Linked DNA regions of Gasterosteus aculeatus: region 2 is linked to region 1. A link is a contact called in public Hi-C data. All regions are on one chromosome and are shown on one strand. Each heading gives the region's core, a stretch centred on a gene start, on an enhancer-like site or on the middle of the called end of the contact. The rest is flanking DNA. Distances are from core to core; before and after follow the strand shown. Region 1 holds the start of wnt11 (wingless-type MMTV integration site family, member 11). Region 2 holds the start of uvrag (UV radiation resistance associated gene).

The links. A called contact is a pair of places that touch in the nucleus more often than the background predicts.
Region 2: a contact with region 1 is called in a Hi-C map of liver, with 2.7 times the contacts expected there. The contact joins the promoter of uvrag here to the promoter of wnt11 in region 1. A contact is called at or near these places in 4 of 6 Hi-C or Micro-C datasets (liver, skeletal muscle and tail fin).

The regions. Positions count from the first base shown.
Region 1 is chr7:16,786,307-16,792,755 of fGasAcu3.hap1.1, reverse strand. It overlaps wnt11 (wingless-type MMTV integration site family, member 11), which reads right to left and starts at 3,292. Exons shown (of 6, transcript XM_040182909.2): 1 at 3,055-3,292; 2 at 1,423-1,606; 3 at 1-15. The coding sequence starts at 1,505.
Region 2 is chr7:16,919,882-16,926,316 of fGasAcu3.hap1.1, reverse strand. It overlaps uvrag (UV radiation resistance associated gene), which reads left to right and starts at 4,422. Exons shown (of 15, transcript XM_040181941.2): 1 at 4,422-4,775. The coding sequence starts at 4,671. It overlaps dgat2 (diacylglycerol O-acyltransferase 2), which reads left to right. Exons shown (of 8, transcript XM_040182703.2): 6 at 203-377; 7 at 1,153-1,355; 8 at 1,547-3,093. The coding sequence ends at 1,701.

The sequences.
Region 1 (6,449 bases), core at 2,043-4,542:
GCGTGTGATATCGACCTGTAGGGTAAAAACATTTGACATTTTACAGTACTCCTTTTCTGAGTTGTAAAAATTATGTTTACGCAACTCAGAAAGAGGTTTCGTCACAGAGCTGTGTTTCATGCGTACACAAATACATTGGATGTCTTATCACATTGAAAATCCCAAAGGAAAAATAAAGCAAAGGATTCATCAAATTTAAGTGACACGTTCCCGGCACGGCCCTTTGCTATTGTTAAAGCACAGAGAAGGCCTCATGATATTCCCTGAAAACCACTAAATAAGAGGACAAAACACATAGATCTGCCGCCACAGAATGCGCCGTCCCCTGTGGCCCCGCTTTGACATCAGTCGTATACGGACCACTGAAGGCCGCACTTTTTAGGTCTTAAGCGTTATTGAGTATGAACTTAATAGAGAAACCGCAGGCGCAGCAGGTTAGCTCTGATCTCCGCTCTCACGTGTCTACACAGAGTTCGTGGGAACCAGGCGGTGCCGACCGCTCCTCGGCCTGTGTTGCATTAAGGGGGCCGAGGGGGCCGCCGCTCGGTGCCCGATGATAAGCTATGACTCGCCTGGGCCGGTGGTAACCCGGCACCCACAGGTGTTTACAGCCGCATCTGTTTTGCGTTCCGCTGGCCGTGCATTCACATCAGGACTGTAAGGGGGCTTAGATTTAGCACATGCTATCCCCAGCTCGTATCCGCACATCTGCTTCGGTCTTCGCGCCGTGAGACGTACAGGCACTCGCCCGGAGACGAGGCCATGGACGCCCCGGCACAAAGCCTGTTTTTTAGTGTTCTGGCGCTGGGATAAAAGTAAAAAAGGCTTTTATGAAAACTCCAAACACAACAATGAGAAAGTAGCAACTGGGGAATTTTTACGGACTTTCCAAAGTCCGATTTGTTGTGAAAATGATTGTTTACTTGAACTTTACCATAGAAACAGTACAAGCAATCATCATTTGTGCCAACATTTACAGCTTTTCAGCATCCCACGACAGCAAACCCCATTTTTTCACTGATTGTGGTCTAACGAGACTGTCTGCAGGGCCAAGACGCTCCGTCACTTCCGTCCTATTCTCTATTCTTATCTTCTAGCTATTATACAGCCGGGGGTCGGCGGGGGGCAGATTTAATCTGACATCTCGGAGCTCTTTTTCCAGAAGGGTTTTCCCTTCATATCTCCAGGAAACTTTTGCTAATCTACTGTCCCCTTCATCAGATACACATGTACGGATCGCAACGGCCTCTCATCAAAAGCAACTTGAGGAATGCTGGGGCCCGTTTCAAAGCTGCCACGGGCCCCTACGCTCTCCATGACACACAAGCACTCGGACGCACAATATCGCGTATCTTTGTGACGTCTTCTGTTTGGACGCGAAGACCCGGAGAAGGAGACGGCGGCCCTCCTGAGAATACTTACAGCCATTTGATGCCGGAGCAGACCTGAGACAGTAGCAGAGCTGCGAGCACACCAAGAGGCAGGACACGAGAGCTGCTCCTCATGGTGGGACGGCGGGCTCCAGTTCACAGGACACAAACACAAAGGGGCTTCTTGGCTCGGACTGGAAAGTCAACTCTCATGGCACGGCCTCCTCTTCTAAACCCTGCAATTAATAACATAAATAACATCAATGACCCGGCGGGGGAGATTTTCTGGTTTTCTGAAGTATTGGTTTACGATGCGCCGACAAGGTCATTTAGGAACAGAGGAAATCTCAGATGATGGAATATTATTTTAGTTTTTACAATGACAATCTCAAACCGTATGCACACATTTAAAGAAATATATTTTACCGCCTTCTAAATTCACTATAAGAAAAGGGGTTTTGCAACAAAACCTGCAAGACAAAGACATATTACATTACATTACAGGTCATTTAGCAGACGCTTTTTATCCAAAGCGACTTACATTACACTTTAAACCCATGGCACATTTTGCCTGGGGAGCAATTAGCAATTAGGTGTCTTGCTCAGGGACACTTCGACATGGAACATGGGGCAGCCTGGACTCAAACCACCAACCTTGTGCTTCCCAGCACACCTTCTCTAACCCCTGCACCACGACGACCGCCTAACTTAACATATCTTAAGTTACATTATTTTAGGACTTGACACTTTCTAAAAAGGCTGAAGTTTATTTCAGAAGCTTTCAGGCAAACAGGGTCCATGCCCTGCTGTCAAAAAGCTTTTTACCCGCCTCTGTAAATCCGTTGTAGATGTGGCGCAGAAAGAGCGGGATCAACGCAGTAATCTTCGGCCGCAGTAGCCGAAGCTCGGTGAGATAAGCGATCTCTTTGAAGGGAGCTCAAACTGGGCGCATTAAACTGCTGATAATGGGCCCTTTTTTCCCCCTAAAGCGGGAGTTCCGCTGAAACTGTGCGACATTCATTATTTAAATGAGCTGAGGTGAGACTCGTTTCACTCGGCCGACGGCTTTTGCGCAGTGACCTGCAGGCTCACATGTCGGCTGCTTACAGTTCACTGCCGGTCAGAAAGTCACACATTCCCCGGAGCATTTAGCCTGCGGTCTTTATTTACAGCTGTTTAGTCTCTTTAACTCGTTTAACTCTTTCCATTTACATTTGGCCCAAGAAGGCTGAATGGCAGCTCCTGTTTCCCCCTGAAAGATAAAGGCTTGATAGCCTCACACACACACACACCATCCGACGTGTGTCACTCATCGAGCAAAGATAAAGTCCACTATTCGCCTTATTTACCAAACGATGGGTGGAAAGATGGAGATTAATTGGCACTAGGTCGGCAAAGATGTTTTTGTAGTATCAACTTCATAATCATTTTGTTAGCCGAGATGTTTAAATTGGGGAAGTATTCATGAGGCAAAAGCCATTTTAAAGACAAAAAAGTTGTTGTGGTCCTCTCTGACGATACAATAAAATAACATGCATTCTTGTAATATTACGTTATTTTATTTGTTCTAGCCTTAATTTAACAAAACCCCAAACGCGTTGTATGAAATCAACCGTGTACAATAGTCCCAAACGTGTAACACGTGCCGGACGCAGCGCTCCTCCGACCCGGCCGGCTCGCTCACCTTTGCCGCTGCGCGCTGCTTTGCACAGGTTGGATCAAAACCAGTCAACAAGAAGAATTCATTTTTTGTTTTAAAAGTAAAAGGAAAATCGCGTAATATCCTCTCCGAGTGAGTGGAATGTTGTCGGTATCAGCCAGACGCACGGGTATAATCCAGCACGGGGTGGTGGAGGAGCTCCGGACAGGTACGCATGGTGTTGGTGAGTGCGAGAGGGACAGAGAGGGCTGAGAGAGTAAGTGAGCCTGGGTTTGAGTGGGTGGGCGGGCGGGCGGGCGGGGGGGGGCTCAACTTTAAAGCACTACCCACTGGCCCGCTTTGATCTCCACTCCTCTTGCGCGCATAGAAACTCTTCAGTTGGATCGATACCCGGAGTTCAAATACAAAAAAAACCCTGTGTGCTGAGTTCTGTCCGTTATTATGATATTTTTATATGTCTACTCTGGTATCATACAGCGATAAATTGTCATTAAAATGTCTCAAAGAACACTTGTGGTCACCTTATCATTGTGCGTATTTCAGTCAACAAATAATACGCATAATTGGTTTAAAAACACCCCTCGGTTTGGAATATTTGCTGTACCAAACACATCTCAGTTCTATTGTTTGACAATATAAATCGTTAAACTGTGTTTCTACGCAGGCACCGCTGAAATAGTAATTATATAGAATAATTAAGTCCAATATCAAGCACAATAATTGCTTTGATCAAAAAAGCGTAAATTCTAGTATCAAACGTTATTTCATATTTGATTCTTAACATAATATAGTAGTAATGACTTGAGATATGTAGGCCACTTTATACTGGATTTCAAAATTGCGGCCACATGAGGAAAAGTGATTGAATAATTGTATAACTATTTTCATAGTCACCGACACACCCTTTTATCCGTAACGGAAATAGTATTGATCCTTTGTATACAGGAATTATTTTTCCAATTTGAAACATGAATCAATGTCTTCCCAACAAGACAAACTTATTAGATCCATTTGGTAAATAGATAACAGTTAAAAGGTACATTAATTAAGCGCACACATGCACACACTAATGCTATCCAAAATCTGTTCTTTACATTTTTTCAATAAAAAAATCTTCTTAAAGACACATTGCGTTTTCCTTAAATATGAACCACACTAAAGATGATATGCTGCGGAGCCAGCTGTGGGGGACGCGTTGTCCCAGAGAATCTGCCGGGCCGCCTCCAGCGCTCCGAGTCAGCAGCGAGCGGTTGTCGTGACCTTGACCTTGCCACGGGTGTAGCTAACGGCCCTCGAGCACTGCTAGCTGCTCCGCTCGGGGGAAAACGGCAGATCAGGTGTGGTCATGCATGCTCCGGAACGGAGACACCGGGAGACCAGGACGAGCCCCCGTTCCTCCGGGGGACACCCGGATCGTGTCTCGGAATTTGTTGGCCCAACAGGCTCCACTGTTACGTTTCACACACGGAACAAGAGCTGCGTGTTTACAGGGGGGCCGTGAGCTCGGCTTCGTGAGAGTCAATGTGTTTTACGTGGCAGTCAACTGCGAATGGGCACAGGTCGGAGTGTGTGTGTTTGTGTGCGTGTGCGTGTTTGTACGTGCGTGTTTTTGTGTGTGTTGTTGGAGCTTCCAGCAGGACCGGGCTCGTCCTACCCGAGACACTTCTTACACTCGGGCTCTCCATTCCTCAGCTAGGATAAACAGGCAGTCCCTTGATCTTCACATCTCACCTTCCAAGCAACATGGAGGGGGAGGATGCCTTCTGGGGGAGACTGAGTGGGGAGGAGGGGGGGGGGGAGGGACTGGAGTCCATGAAAATGAAATAATTCATGCCACATTAGGAGCAGAATCCGAGCAGCGTTTAGGATTATTCCCTGCTCTCTAGATGATGCTATGTTGTCCTTTTTTAACAATAATCTGCTTTCGACATTCTGGGATTACTGGCAAATAACCTATAATGTGCATGAAAAGTTACTTTTCACAAATACAGTTTCCACACAAGTTTCCAAAAGCATACGTTTTGTTTCTAATCCTGCTTTTCTTTGTTTTTCTCGACGCACTGATTAAACCAGATGTGGTTTCAGCCTGAGCTGGAAGTTTGTTTTAAAATGAAGTTTCAATCGGTACATTAGATAACTATATATTAAATCATGGGCTATCAGAGCCTCATGAAATATAAGAACCCAAGCTGTAAATGTACATAAATAGAAATGGTACATTAACCGCCTTCGGCAAAACGCTACAGAATTGGCCCAGATAAAATATGCAGTTTTTACATTTTCTGCTCCCATCAGCATATGAACCCATCTATGAACCCAGATGATCAGCTACAAAGATCAGGGCTAATATTTTCAAATAAAAATGTTGAATCTATTTTCTTTGTTGTTTGTTTGCTATAAATGTTTCATGATTTAAAATGGAGATGAAAGAAAATGGAATAGACGTATGATCTGAACTTTGTTCACTTTTACTGCCCAATCCTCATTAGATAAAAGGGTAATCATGAGCACACTGCAACGGTTTTTATTTTTGAAATCTCCCATTTTAGTTAGTGATTTTCAGATAAAAACCTCATTGATAAACGAATAACTCGTACGTTCATATCGGTCTGTTCTCGATTACCAACTGAAACCATTTGACCGTGGATACATTTCCAATCCAAATCAAAGCCAGGAGTTTGATTAACAGCGTCAACATAAATACAATAAAGCCAGAACTTAAAAGGGAATTTTCAAATGGAAACCATCGGTGAACCACATCCGTAACGGTTCCTTTTCACTCGGCCTTTTATCCCCAAAGCAGGGAACGGCACGCGGCCCTGCTGCCAGCAGATTATTGACAAATAACGACAGCATTGTGAAGAACCAACGGTGTTCCTGGAGGGTCAAATCCGACCAGCAGAGGGGCAGCGACGGCTTTTGAAAGCCGCCGTATGAAAATCCAATCACCCTCGGGTGTCCCTCCTGTGACAGCTCACAGTGGGGATCGCCTCAATAAATAACAAGCCCCGTCCAATCTGCCTGAAAGGACCCACATCCTTCGTACGCCATTTGTTTACAGCCTCGGCCTCTATTGGGCTTTGAGGGCGCAGCCTTTTCAAGTGACAGATGGGTGGCACTTTTGAACACGTCATGTGGTCCTACAGGGAGGCCGCACCAGGATCATTCTCATAGGAGAGGTGTGGATTCCTGGATTCCAGTAATGTAAATTCTAAATCACGTAACGGTCATATTATCAGGCTGTCATACATTTAGAGCTAAATGAGTCCACTCACTCCACCAAACGTGCTTCAAAGGCAAAATGCTAAAATATAGCATTTCTTTTTGGGTTTTTTCTTTACCAGTGATTAAGACATTTTAGAAAACCTTTGTTGATGATGTCATCAGGTGACACGATTTGTATTAGTTTCATTTAATTA
Region 2 (6,435 bases), core at 3,173-5,672, 130 kb before region 1:
TAGATCCATTTGTTTTGCTCTGTAGAAAGAGTTGCATTAATTACAATAAAGAAGTGTCTTCTAAAATGATTGAGAATTACAATATTTGCATCCAGTATTTGTAATAATATTAGGAAGATGTTAACAGTATTAATAGGCTGTTGGGAAATGCTTCTTTACTGGACCTTTAACCATCTTTCTACATTCTTTCTTTGTTTCTTAGGTATCTGTCCTGTGAACAAGAACTCCATCGACTACCTGCTGTCGTGCAACGGGACCGGAAATGCTGTGGTCATCGTTGTGGGAGGAGCGTCAGAGTCTCTGCAGTGCGCGCCGGGTTTGAACACAGTCACCCTGAAGAACCGCAAAGGCTTTGTGAGACTGGCCCTGCAGAGAGGGTGAGCTGGCTGCACAACACCTCACAGACAAAGACCCGTACGGTCAACGCTTCACACAGCCTTGAACTAGACCTAATTTGAACGTGATGCAAAAGATTGAGTAACCGATCGATGCTTATGGCTGCGTGCACCGCCGCTAGGCAAGGTTTGTCTGAGAGAAATGATACTTATATCTGCGTCCTCAGCGTCGTCTCAACTTGCTCTTCTGTGTGCTGTTTCTTTTGTTCACCCCTTGCTTCACTGGCAAATGTTACAAATGCACCTTTGTGGGCACATCATGTATTTTATAACTTGTTTGAGTGGTGTTTGGAGGATTTTCAAACTGATTAGTGCATATTGTAGCCAAGACTTGTTTCGAACGGTGTGAAGCAATCACGTAAGGTTTTATTTATTAGGCTTTCTGTGAGTTATTTTCTTAATCAGAACCTTTTTATTTGGTTTCACATCTGTTATTCTCACCTATAAAAATAACCCAGGAAAGCACATTGGTATCCCTAAATGAGTGACACCTTTGTGCGGCTCATTTTCTGTAACCCGTGTAGCTTAAAGTATGATGGAATCCTCAAGCTAACTCACTGCTGGATTGTTAGCTTGCTTTCAAATTCCGTTTCCAATTGTATTTCTTCTTTCTACGTCTTTACAGCTACACACCTTTTGTGACTTGTTTCCTTTAATGTTTTTGCTGATTTTAGATTTTAAAATCTAGAAACATCCCGCTTGCCATTGTCCAAGAAGCAGACGGTTTTGTTGAGCTACCACCTCTGCGTGTCCTCAGATCTGACCTGGTTCCAGTGTATTCCTTTGGAGAGAACGATGCCTATAAGCAGGTGATCTTTGAGGAGGGCACCTATTGGCGGACTATCCAAAAGAGGTTGCAGAAGATCATAGGCTTTGCCCCGTGCCTCTTCCATGGATGTGGCCTATTCTTCGGCAACTCATGGGGCATTGTGCCTTATGGCAACCCGATCACCACTGTAGGCAAGTTTGTTCAAGTTAATGTTTGTCTGGAGCTGTTGACGTAGATGCATATTAGGGTTCTCTATAAAAATGCAACAAACTCTGCTATTTGAGCACGGTTAACTGTATTTGTATTATCCAACTAGCACGCTGTATTAATGGTTAAACATCAACCGAAGTGATTTTAACCCTCTCTCCTGTTGTTAACGTAGTTGGAGAGCCAATCACAGTGCCAAAAATTGAGGATCCAACTGAGGAGATGGTGGACCTCTACCACGCAATGTACATCAGGTCCCTGCAGGACCTTTTTGACCGGTACAAGACCCGCTTCGGCCTGAAAGAGAGCGACGTCCTGTACATCCAGTGAACGCAACCGGGGCCCTGTTGACGCTCTGAACTTTTAACAGCATCTACAGACCCCCGCATCCGCCCCCCCTGCCCCCTACCCTCCTCCCCACCCGCATCCTATCTGGATGCTTGATTTTGGATTATCTATGTAAATTCGCATATGAGCCTGTTTGCTATAAACCTTTGCTCTCTGCATACTTGCACACAAACACACACATACACACACATTGGCATAGCTCCTTCTCAGGTAATGGCAGGTTTGAAGAACCGTTAGCTTTCCTTGCTGCTGCAGTGGGGATTGAACCGTCTTAGTTCTTTCACCAAATCCCACGTCACAAAGCAATGCCATTTGTGCTTCCCGTGTCTCATTGAAGGCATTGGATTCAGACTGTGTTTATCCGTGCAGAGGGAGGAAAAGTTCCACTAGGTGAAGCGGGAAGGTAACAATGCAAGACATTAGAGAAGTGCCAACGCTTTTGACTTTTACTCACGCAGCAATATAATTCTCCCCAAGATCCTTTAATCCCTTTATATACTAAATGCACAAACAATGCAAATGGAAAGTACCACTTCATTATTGGGATGATAAGCCTAAAGTTTAATTGAGCCAAATATCTAGGTTGTCCCCACACAGGCATGTATTTCTACTGTACAGAAGCCAAAACTGAAGGAATTGTACAGAATGGACATCGATATAGATAGATACATATATATATATTAGATGAATGCAAGAATGCATACATATTGTGCCTGTGATTGTATAATGCCATAAAGTATTAATTTGTATGCTGTAACAATGCAGGAACAAGCCTTTTTTTCTGCCCTCCCTTCGAGGATATTTCTGATGCACTTTTCGTATTGCTGATCACGTTCTGAGGTTTTTGTGCCTTTGTTTTTTTTTTAAATATGAGAAATTCTCCAAGATGCTCCCAATGCTGCTTGGCTTGATTTCCCTTTCTGGTCCTAAATGGTATCCAGCTCTGGTCGGGTGTGTTTTGTCTCTGCAACAAAAACTGCACTGATGTCTTCTAACTTCTGTAAGGCTGAAGAAGATTTTTTGGGGAAAATCCTAAATGTTTGAGGATTCTGGTGTACCGTGGATGTGTTTATAACTGTACAATGGGTGTTAATTAAAAAAAGCACGGGATTATACCTATTACTGGTACAATGTTATGTTTCAAGGGTCCCACAAGTACTTTTGTGAAATCTGGGTATGTGGTTATGGAACAAATCCTGGGAATTATCAAAGGTAGTAAGCTTGTGATTATCCTGTGTTTTTCCTCTTGTGCCTTCTTACAGACTGCAGCGTAATCCATGTGCATTTTATAAGAAATAAATGGCGAGAGAGATCGGTCAATATGATGAATGGCATCTTCCGCCAATATTTAAATTAAACTTTTTTTTTTCAGAAGGGGATGTGAGTTTTTGTACCTGATTTAAAAAAAATATTTACCCAACACTACATTTGTTTATAGTGTTGCATCATTTTCTTCATTTACCTTTAGAGCTGTCCGTTATTCAATTGCGACTTCTTTGTTTGAGTATATTTGACATTGCATACAAGGCCTAAACATATAACTGCCCTCTTGTTAGTTTCTAGTATATACCTAAAAGGTCTGCCCATACAAAAAACCCATTCACGATCCAGAAAAACCTGAGGCAGCGGTGGACAATGGTGGACATGTGGACAGAACTTCGGTATTTTAGAGTCAACTAAGTGAGAAAGCGGATGTGAACAAATGTAGTTTGAATTCACTTTTAAATGAGTTGACAGAATACAGAATACACCAAAAAGCTGTTTTCCAAACCATGTTTGAAATAACAAGAAAGTGAATTCTAAAAAGCAGAAAGCGATCAATATTTTCTTGTGAAGTGCAATGACCCAGAGGAAACAGAACTGTGTCTGATGCTGCTCTCTGATGGATGCTCAGTGTACTGCAGGCAGGATCGAGTCGGAGTTTACACAAATCCTTCACACGGTACAGTGAGAGGGGCTGTGGATAATGCAGTAATGGAATGTAAAGGCCATTTACTCAAGTACTGTACATAAGTACAATTATGATGTACACAATGTCACACTATGCTATTCAATGATTTTAATACTAAGTTTAGCTTCCATCGGTTGTTAGGTATTCTACTGCAGATTCACATGTTACATCCAAAACATATGACCAGTTTCATATTTAATAGTATGAATCTAAAACCATTATAAAGCCTATCATAGATGTATAACACCATTGAATTTGTCATTTTACATTGAGACAATTGAGACAAAAACTTTAAGTACATTTAGCCGACAATTATTCAGCAGTTTTGATTAAGTATTTATTTAAATCCAGATTTTTTCCTGTTATTGAGTTATTTTACATTGGTATTGGCTGCTACTTTTAGTCAGTGAAAAGTCTCAGTACCCCTCTGTCTTCTTCTAAAGATGACTTAAAAATCAGTGACATAGATTGAGAGCCATGTTGTGCTGGATCGCGTCAGAATAGTTTTTGTCATTTGTGCTAGGTCTAATGGAGAAGAGAAAAAGTGAGAAATGGTGTGGGTGCCAACTCGTAACTGTTACCTACAGGTCACGTTGTACTGTGCAATTTCCTTATATTTTGCAGCTTTGACAGATTTTAACGGATGCTCCCGCCCATCCTGGAAGAAAAAAAGAATACAGCCAATAGGAGCATGAGTTTTCACGAGAAGGCGTGTCCTTTACGTGACGGACGTTATTCACAACCAATCAGAGGCTTTGAGGTTGCGCCTCTGAACCGGAGACGGATTTCCTAACCAAGTGTAACAAAACAGCCTGTACTTTGTTTACGTCCCTTCGGTTAGCTGTCAGCTGCTGTTGCAGCGCTTTACCAAAACACACAGCCGTGTCCGCGTGTCTCTGGTGGTTGCCCGGAGCTTCACGAACTTTAAACCGAGTGCTCCGGATGTCGTTGATGGTTTGTTTTGTTGAATGAGGGGGACCCGCTAGATGCCGACAGGAGGATGAACTCCATCACCGGTCGGGTTCTCGCCATCCCCGCCGCCTCTGTCACCAACTCTGGAGCTTCATCCTCTCGAGCCTTGCATGTAGAGCTCACTTCCCAGCAGGTAAACGCAAAGCCCCCGAGTCAAGCTTAACAGGAGCGTCTTTTAAATAACAAAGGAAGACCTTACCCGGGCCGCCTCTGTGGGTTTGTGTGTTAGTTTACAGCGTCAGTTACAACTGCTGCCCGGAGGAGCACGGCGGGCCTGTCAGGCTAGCTTGTTAGCTAGCACCTGCTAGCTAACAAGCTAGCCTGCTTAATGTCAATTAATGTAACAGTTAAGCTAACTTGAATTACACCAAGGGCGCAGGAACCCCCAGTCGGGCGAGTTTTATACAATTTTGAACTCGCTTTAGTTAAATTATGAGCATATATGTCTTTCTCCACGTTTAGTTTCTACTTCGAAGCTGGTGTGCTTTCTGCTAATGGTAACTTGACTTGGCGTCATGTCAGCACGGAGGTGACAGCTCCGCCAAAGGGAGACGCTCTCGTGTGCCTGATGTTATATTTTCTCATAGTTATTTTGCTGATGTTTAGAAAATAACAAGGGTATGAACTGATTTAATTTGTAAATGAGTCTTCATAGTTAATTTATCCATTCATTTGGTCATTCATTCATTCGGTTCAGCTGGTGACCGTTCATTCATTGGGGCTGCCAAGCTCGGACAGTGAACTCGGCCCCTCTCGGACACACATGCGGGGCACTTGTTTCTGCTAAAAGGCCACATCAACTACCTCTAATCCACGTGTATGATGCCAGACTGTACAGCAAAGAACCTTTGCATTGTGTTGTTTCACAGTTATGGCAAAGTTGTGATTAAATGAGACCCTTTCTCCACACAGTAGGCCATACTAACAGACATTTTATATTATTTGAGCCCACCTTTATTATATTCCTTTGCACCATAACTACATGCTTGTGGCAAGTAAAGATACAATTATAATTTTTTACTCCCACTTGCTTAAAAGGTTCAGTTTAAAAAAAGTTTTGTAATTTGGTTAATTTTAACAACATTACAAAGCTTTTTTCTCTCTGCTCTCTGGCCACGTAATTAGGTTTAGTTTAATGTGTCAATGTGTAAGAAGGATACCACAATACAATGTAGGGATGAATGGGCTTTCATTAGTGTGCCTCAAAGCTCACATTTGAAAGATTTGTCTGCACTGAAATTTCATTTGTTTCCATCACATTGGCCAGACAGCCGGCAAGATCTCACAACATCATCAAAAGTAAATCTTCTAGACTTTATTATATTACTCTGAGTTGACTAGAACATGTTTTTTCTTTTGTATTCAAGTGAACTGACCATTTTAAATAAAAACGAATGTATTTTTTATTTTTGTAAATCAAATATACACTCTGACACAATTGAACTCTCATGGAAAAGACACACGGTGGTGACCAATGCATTTCTGATGACCGGTTTTTATGTATGTTTTGCATGGTAACGCTGTTTTTCTCCCTCATCGTTTTCTAGCTTCACAGACAAACACTGTCCCAGCAACTTTGGTCTACTGGCTCGCTGGCTCAAAGGACCACAAGATAAGCCCTGTAGAGAGATGATTATTGTGGGATTTGTCAAGGATGACTTGGGAATTCTCTTAAATACCCTCAGACCCACCTTTTTATAGCTGCACCAATACAAAAAAGCTTAACAAAGTGCACGCTGAGAAAGTGCTTGTTCTGGTGATTTAGGGCTCTATGAAATGGATACAAAAACAAA